2 separate regions of the Mus musculus genome follow, and region 2 is linked to region 1. The links are chromatin contacts, called in public HiChIP or PLAC-seq maps. All regions are on one chromosome and are shown on one strand. The core of a region is the stretch at or near the end of the contact, and the rest is flanking DNA. Distances in the headings are between cores, read along the strand shown. Region 1 overlaps Adamtsl1 (ADAMTS-like 1). Region 2 holds the start of Saxo1 (stabilizer of axonemal microtubules 1).

Region 1 (4,015 bases), core at 746-3,245:
AGGTGTACTAGGACATTGTAAATGACGGCAGTGAGCCCAGTGATAGAAAGAATGAAAAAATGAACAGGACTGGGGAAGGAATGGGGTGTTTGTGAATCATATTCTGTGTGTTGGGTATGGTTTGTCCTTTATAGACTTCATGTAGACTGGACAGTAGATCACAATCAATTTTGTGACTATACATAAGACATAGCCAATCAACTTCCTAAGTCGCACACCTAGAATATGACAGTTGGGATTCTGACCTTCTAATATATGCTTCCTTATCATTCTCCATCACTCAAGACACTGGAGGATGTGTACAAAGAGCTGGCACTAACCAGCGGCCCAAGTGAGAACACACTGTTTATTGCAGAGGCTTCTGAGGAAGGCTTCTTCTGACTCTCTGTTTCAAAGCCTAGCCCACCAGCAACCTCTCACTAATGCTGCCCTGGTTTCTTAGCATCAACTCAGAGTCATTCTTGGGACAAGAAGATGTAACCAAAGAAAAGTATTTAGGAGACAAAATACTCCCCCCCCCCCCACACACACACCAAGGCTTTTCTCCTGTGTGAGAACCACCCCTCTCCTAAAATTGTGTTTCTGGGGGCTAGAGAGATGGCTCAGCAAGTTAGAGCACTGACTGCTCTTCCAGAGGTCCTGAGTTCAATTCATAGCAACCACATGGTGGCTCACAACCATCTGTAATAGTGGGATCTGATAACCTCTTCTGGTGTGTCTGAAGATAACTACAATGTACTCACATACATAAAATAAATAAATAAATCTTTTTTAAAAATGTGTTTCTGATGCTTGGATATAGTTTAGCTTCAGCAGTGACTAGGTTATTACCTGAGGACATCCTAAAGGAGAAATTAATGATGACAAAGGAAGATGAGGGTCCAGAGAATAAAAAACAACTGAACTCAGCCCAGACACTTCTGAACTATCTAACCCCACAGAGACCTTCTCTCATTAGAGCGTGCCAAAAGCCAGTGATTATCATCCCAGTGTGAACTTCCAATTTGAAGCACACAGTGTCAGAAGAAGAGGAAAAGTCAATTCGGAAGCATGCTGACTCCAGCATCCACCTCTCGTTTCCAGGGGTCAGGTCTTATAGCTTGTGGGCAAGCAGACCAAGTGCCACATCGAATCATTACCTCAGCTTTGCCTAGGTCGACTATAACATACAAACTTTGGAGCATGAGAATAGAGCATGCTGCCATCATGGGAATGTTCCACTTGGGAAAGTTACTACATTGCACAAAAGGAGAAAAACTGTCCCTCTTATCTTCCAGAGTAAGAGGATGCGGGAGAGTTATGCAAGCCGTCTGTACACTACCCATCTGCCCCAAGGTTCAGAACTGTTACTAGCATCAGTATGTTCCTCTCCAGCCATGTCTACATGCAGCTCTGATTTCTGATCCAGAGTAAAAGCAAAATTCAAAATAAAACAAGCTAATACCCAAATGGCAGAATCAAAAGCATCCGATGTCATTTCTATTCTATGTTTTTCAAAGTAAAATGCAAAATCCACTGGTTTCTACAAACATATTGTTACCTTCAAACAAACCAGACCAAGCTTGCATTCCTGTTTGGATTACAGTTTAATGCCTGGTTAGAAACTGTGTTATAACTAACAGCTTTCTTGATTACTGTGCCAGCCATGGAGTCTAACTAGATATTAAGAGCTCCATTTTGTAAGCAGTCATTTAAATTGCAGATGTGGCTTCAGCTGGCCCAACTTGTGCTTGTAATCATAAATCAACATGTGATGGGTGAGGAAGCTGCCATTCTCTGAACCGTCTCATTAGAATGCAAAGAGGCACAGCTACACTTTTGTTTTTCTTTTTGTTTTTTCCCATGCAGACATGCATGTCACTGTTTTCATGGCTATTTTCTGAGTTTGGGAACAGCAGAGGGGCAAAAAGGAGGGGAAGAGTCCTGGGGAGGGGAATTCCCAGAAGTGCTGGCATCATGATCTCCATCACAAAGAGCAAGCCTCTGCTCTGCAAACTGGGAGTGGCATTGTACTCTCTGTGGGAGGGTGAGAGGCTTAAAGGTCACAGCTGTGCTTTCAAGGGTGTTATCAGTCCAACTCTGGGGGAATTGTGGGTATAGGACTAGGAGGTGAAGTGCCTGAAACTTAAAATGGTGTAGCACTGGGAAACCACACACACACACACACCCCACCCCCTGCCCTGCCCCAACATGCAAGTCCCTTGGGATTTTAAACATAGAATTACCATGTGATACACCAATTGACTTCTCTGTATAGACTTGAAATAACTGAAACCACAGGCATGAATAGGTACTTGCATGTCTAATAACAGCGTTATCCACTACTGCTGGAAGCAGAAAATGTCCATCCAGGTGAGAGGGTAAACAAAATTTCATCTATCTCAAATATTACCATAAAAAGAATGAGATTTCTAATTTAAGCTAAATTGTCTAAATAATAATTTCTGATCACATGGATAAACTTTCGGCATTTTAGACTTCCTAAGTTGGGGGGAAAAACCCCTCACATTGGGCAGAAAATTAACTTTGTATGATTTCACTCATATGAGCACTAAAATAAATAGACATGGGCACTAGATTGGCAGCTACCAGGAGCTCAAGTGAGGGGAGAGTGCGGAGTTATTCATTAATAGGTGTGGCACTTCATTTGGGGGATGAGCAAGTTTTAGAGGTGGGTGATAGTAATGGGTATATCACAGTGTTAATGAGCTCACTATCACGGGACCAACATACTTAAAAGAGGGTAAATTGGTAAATTGTATGTTACATCTGTTTTACAACAATGGAAAAAGGAGACAAATTTACACACACACACACACAAATAATCAACACAAGGAACACACAGATGGAACAGTGTAATTAGATGCACTCGTACAAGTAAACATGTGATACTGTTTGGTTTTGGTGCAACTCTGTAATGATGTCCTTATTCTGCCCTGCTCAGTCTTGTGGCTTCTTTATGTGTTCATGGAAAGAGAAGCTTGTATGTTTGCCTTTGCCATTCTTTTGCAGAGCCAGATCAATATTCAACTATATGATGTCTATAGTCCAGTATAGTATCAAGAGATCTCAGAGCATGGTATACTTTGGAATTAGAAGATATAAATGGAAATTCAAGTCTTGTTATTTATCAGCTATGTGGCTCTGTCCATGTCACCTCATCTGTCTGTTCCTTGGCCTATCTATCTGCAAAGTATAGCAATCACTCCTCTAAAAGATGAAGACTCCATGCAAGAACGCAAAGCTCTTAAAGTTTAAGGATGAGACCAGCTACAATGGCTATTAATTATAACAAAAACAATAGCAGCAAATTAGCTGAAGGAGGAGAAGACACAAAGGAAAGAATACTAAAGTGTCTTAAAAACTGCTCTGTGATATTCTTCAAGAGCCCAAAACTTGGAAGACTCAACTATACACAATACTCATATCTTAAAAAATTCAAACACAATTAAAAAAAGAAATCAATAAAAATTTTAAAACTTGCAAAAAAGAACAAAGTATAATGATACATATGTTTAGTAATACCATGGTGATACTTATTACTCTGAATGCTAACTTAAAAAATAAAAATAATCTCAAATATAGGTGTGAAAAAATAACTGAGCTCTCATTTCATGGACAAGATTATTATTCACTATTTATGTGATTTAGTTTGCCCTCCTAGAAGATACACACAGCTCCAAGACTAATAAGAAAATTGAGACTACTGAAAGATTACAAATCAAACATTCATAGAAAATTCACCATCACGAATAAACTGGGCCTGGGCATGGCCCTTCAAACCTATCACTTCTCTGTATCCTGCAGATTTATCTTCATGGGTCCAGTACCTTTCTATGAGGGTAGAAAGTCTCCACAAGCTATGCAGGCATGATGACAGATTATCTCTAGGAACTCATTCTTTTATCAGTATAAACAACTGAGAATCTCTTGCGTCTTATAGACTTGAGTAGCAGAATGAAAGGGTCTTATGTGCTGTGTTTGGGATACAGATGGGGCTGATATCTCATCAGCC
Region 2 (4,015 bases), core at 802-3,301, 370 kb before region 1:
TACAGCTCATAACTCAATTATCCAGATTATACTAATCTCAGTTCTGCCACATGGCTGGTTAATTACCTCTCCTTCCTTCCCAGCCTGCTTCTTCCTCTGTGTCTGGCTTCCCAGAGAATCTCTCTCTCTCTCTCTCTCTCTCTCTCTCTCTCTCTCTCTCTCTCTCTCTCTCTCAGTCCCACCTAACTATTCCACTTTTGCTATAGGCCATCGGCTTTCATAAGGTGATGGAGAACAATGTTTACAAAATCCTAAGGCAGGAGATGATTAACAATACCACATATGGCCTGAAATCAGATCTCTGCTGGTTCAGAAATGAGCATCTGAATAACACAAGGGCAGTCTTTGCACACTGCACAAAAACATCCTCCAATGGTGGACCCCGTCTCTGGTGATAAACAGTGTGTGCATGTGATGGACCTGTCCTGAAAATGAACAGGGTGCGCAGGTCTTGGTTTGGTTTCCAAAGCTCCCATTTCTCTGAGGTTTCCTCCCTCCCCATTTCACATTTCTATATTCCCTTTAACCAGAAAGGCAAGAAATAACTTTGCTGTACTTAAGACTGATCAGTAAGTGGTATTCCTGTATGGGCCCTATCAACCAGGTACCAGTGGAATTCCAGCAGCTGGCAGTGGTTTGCTGACTTCGGTTTTTAGTCTGCGATGGAAGAAAGAACTCAGAGCACACAGCAGCTCAGCACTGCTGCAATCCATGACTCTTCAGACACTCGAAGCTCACACTGATAACATCAATTCCAGCTCTCTGGTCCACATGGTAGAAAGAGGAAACCAACTTCTCCAGGTTGTCTTCTGATCTCCACATGAGTCTTGGCCCACATGGCTCTCTTTACCCAGAACCTGCGATAAGCAAATGTAAAATAAAATAAAATAAAATAAAATAAATAAAAGCAACAAAAAGAAACAGTAATGTTTAAGTCCAAACATTCTCCTATAGTAGTAGACTGTATGGTATGCTACCGCACTTCTTTTGCTTGCTTTTGAGAAAGGGAGAGCCATGTAGCCCAGAACTTGCCTCCTTGCCCCAGATGCTGGAATTCTAGACTTGTGCTGCCACACCCAGCTCGAGAGCAGAGGCCCTTGACTTTGTTTTATTGTCAGAGTAAGCTGCTATCTTGTGAAAACACAATTCCCAGAATAGTTGTTTTCACTGCTTTGAAATAGAGTGAAGTCTCACTTTGTAGCCCAGGCTGGCCTTGACCTTGCAGCAACCCTCCTGCCTCAGTCTGTGCCGGGATCACAGGCTGAAGCCATCATGTGCTCTGACTGGTGGTTATTTGATACAGGAGATTCCAGGGCAGAGGTCTGCAGTGGTTTTCAGGACCGGCTTAGATATTAGGGAAGAGAGGTCAGAGGCCACAATAGAAGCTCCATAGCTGCGCTCCTTGAAGTGTGGGCTCTGGGCCAGCATCAGTAGCATCATTAAAAACTTGTAAGAGACACGTGTTTTCTGGAACCCATATTTCAGAAACAACAAACTCAGGGTGGGGTCTGGCAATCTGATTTTTGTCAAGCCTTGAGGTTCTGATGCTGCTAACATTTGAGACGTCCCTGCTTCTAGGCGTCATTACCTGAGCAATAGAGGGCTGGACCCTCTCATGCTGCTTTGTTCTCAAAAGCAGAGGCCTGTGGTTGAAAGCAATTCCAAGATGCAGGCAGCCAGGTATAGATTTTCCAGGAAGATCTGGAGATGGAATTCAGGGTCAATATTCTGGAGGTCCGGGCATGCATTTCCTCCAGACGGACAATGTGTCCTAGGGATGGAAAGTGCCACCCGACAAGATACTTTTCATTGTCTTTGCATTATGTGACCGTGCTGTTGGTTAACTCTGGGACTCGGAGGCTTCCTAAAGCCCTCCAAGGTATCTTCCATCTTCCTTCCAAGTTCCAGTGGGAGAGTCCCTGTCTTGGGTCTGCCAGGTGAGATACTAGGTGAAGTCTGACCTCACAGGAGGCCCTTATGATGTCATTGCCACCTCAAGATGCCCTCCTCTGTGACTTTGAAGGTCATAGAGGACTCAGTCCTGGGCCCTGTGGCTTGCAGGGGCCAGGCTGTGCTGGCAGGTGGGTGCTTCCCACTGGCCGCAGTGGCAGCAGCTTACAGACGTGAGCCGGCCTGGCTTGCTGTCTGTGCTAAGTGCTGCCTGTTTGCCCAAGGCCAGCCTCAGGAAAGGAATAGACTACAGAATTTTGCAAAAGGGCCACCTAAGTTTCCTTCTGAGCAAAACAGCATCGGTCAAGGCACCGAAGAAGTGTGATCGTTGTCCCAGGCAGCTGGGATCCTCTAGGCGATTGCCTTAGTGGAAAGTCCGAGGTGAAGGATGGGGAAGAGGACTTGCATCTGCAACCTGTGCTCCTGCGGGTAAGGTAGTCCTCCCAAGGGCAATCTGGGGAGGGGAGCCTGATTTTCACACTCCCTAGGGTGCCAAGCCCCTTTCCTGGAACGAAGACAGGATGTGTCTTCTTCATCCCGCTGCTTCGCTAGGCAGCATCGCACTGGATTCGGGTTTTAAACTGCAACATTGTTGACTAATATTTGATGCACACATGTCGAATCAGCGCTGATCAGGTAGTGTGTGTGTGTGTGTGTGTGTGTGTGTGTGTGTGTGCGCGTGTGTGTTTTCTGCAGGGTAGAGATTCAGGCACTTTGAGAGTGGGCTGGGCCCAGCCTTGTCTACATGCTGTTAAGACATGATGGAAACCCTGGACAGGCTGGGGCCGGTCTTGTTTCTTCTGTTGCAATTGTTAGAACAATAGTTCTTTTGTGTGGGTGAGTTTCTCACTTACAGAAATTGGTACTTTGGGAGCCATAGTGCACGGGCACCAACTGTTGCAGTGTTGAAATAAATAGCTAATCCAGGGGCGAGTTCGCTGTAGTTTTTGGGCAGGATGCCTTTCTGCCCCTTGTCTTCAGGGCCATGATGGTGCAAAGCACAGTGAAGGCAGGGTTTTGGAGAGGAACGTTGGGCTGCGGTCTCTGAGATGGTCCTTCTGGCTGCTTTGCCAGGACAGCTAGGGAACTGCAGGGCTGTGCCAGCCAGGGGATAGCAGAAGGGGCAGTACATAAACTTGCTTCCCAGGCTTCTGGCTAAGACCAAGTGAAAGGAGTGGCCTCGGGGACTAGCCCTCTGGGGTTGTCACTAAATGTGGGATCTGGGCTAGGAACCGAACGTCTCCCCATTCAAATTTCCCTAGGAATACTCTCCTCACAGGACTATTACAAGTGAAGGGATAGGGTGTATGTCTATGCACATGGATTCTATCTATTCTGTTAATACCCTAAGATCTGCAAAGGATTTTACAGCTACATATGTTACATGAAATAACAAAATTATTGTATTTGGGAGAATAGGTTAAGAGGACACTCTGAAAACAGAAGACTTTGAATTCTCAGGAATCAGTGCTCATTAGAGTGGACTGGGAACTTTAAAATAGGTGTCATTGCTCCAGCTGTTCATGAGCAATCTCTAAGGACAGTCCCATCAGCAGACTCCAGATAGATACTGCCATTTCCCAGAATTCTGAGCTCTGCTACCTACAAGTGTGGCTCTTGTTTTCGAGGTTTGTCAGGTGGGACCAGCCAGTGTCCAGGGCTAATTTTTCATACTACCGAACATTCAGTTTGTTTTTTTTTTCTAAGACTTTGCTTCCTTGTGGGGCCTTTTGCATCACTCCTGGCTCCATCTCTGCTCTCAGAAGAGTGGGGTTGAAGTCTTTGAGTCCCATCTTTGCACAGTATGTAGTCTAGGAAGACGGGGACTCATCAGGGGTGAGGAACGTAGAGTCAGATGACACCTCCATTCCTATCTGATGTCCTCAGATTCTCTTTTTCCCCCACCCTGCAAAGTTGCTCCTTCCACTGGATATAAAGTCTTTCTGGCATGCCTTCCTTGCCTCCCCCTCCTGTGTCTACTTTACGGTTCTGTCACGTGCCTTGGGTCTGACTCTCATGTTGGTCAGTCTTCCCTCCTGCCTGCTTAGTCTATTTTAGTTTTTTT

What was found. HiChIP or PLAC-seq counts read pairs in DNA pulled down with a chosen protein or histone mark.
Region 2: a contact with region 1 is called in an H3K27ac HiChIP or PLAC-seq map of embryonic stem cells, with 5 times the contacts expected there. The contact joins the promoter of Saxo1 here to the enhancer-like site in region 1. A contact is called at or near these places in 9 of 39 promoter capture datasets (the 3T3-L1 cell line, the HPC-7 cell line, embryonic stem cells and 5 more), 1 of 15 datasets of contacts at CTCF or cohesin (the NIH/3T3 cell line), 8 of 484 Hi-C or Micro-C datasets (embryonic fibroblasts, embryonic stem cells, nephron progenitors and 2 more), 6 of 115 datasets of contacts at active chromatin or transcription factors (differentiating embryonic stem cells, embryonic stem cells and fibro-adipogenic progenitors) and 1 of 9 other capture datasets (embryonic stem cells).

What each region holds. Positions count from the first base shown.
Region 1 is chr4:86,181,816-86,185,830 of GRCm38.p6, reverse strand. All of the region lies in intron 4 of Adamtsl1 (ADAMTS-like 1), which reads right to left. Among named protein-coding and RNA genes, the nearest start is that of Adamtsl1, 130 kb to the right of the region's middle. Within about 2 kb of position 1,995, at least 41 of the 459 cell types and tissues checked have an H3K27ac peak or open chromatin away from gene starts, as enhancers often do. A contact at or near this core is called in differentiating embryonic stem cells, embryonic stem cells and stem cell-derived neural progenitor cells, where this site is marked.
Region 2 is chr4:86,556,339-86,560,353 of GRCm38.p6, reverse strand. Saxo1 (stabilizer of axonemal microtubules 1) reads left to right here and starts at 2,051. Exons shown (of 4, transcript NM_001081096.1): 1 at 2,051-2,379. The coding sequence starts at 2,339. Saxo1os (stabilizer of axonemal microtubules 1, opposite strand) reads right to left here and starts at 1,910. Exons shown (of 2, transcript NR_131920.1): 1 at 1,589-1,910; 2 at 550-857.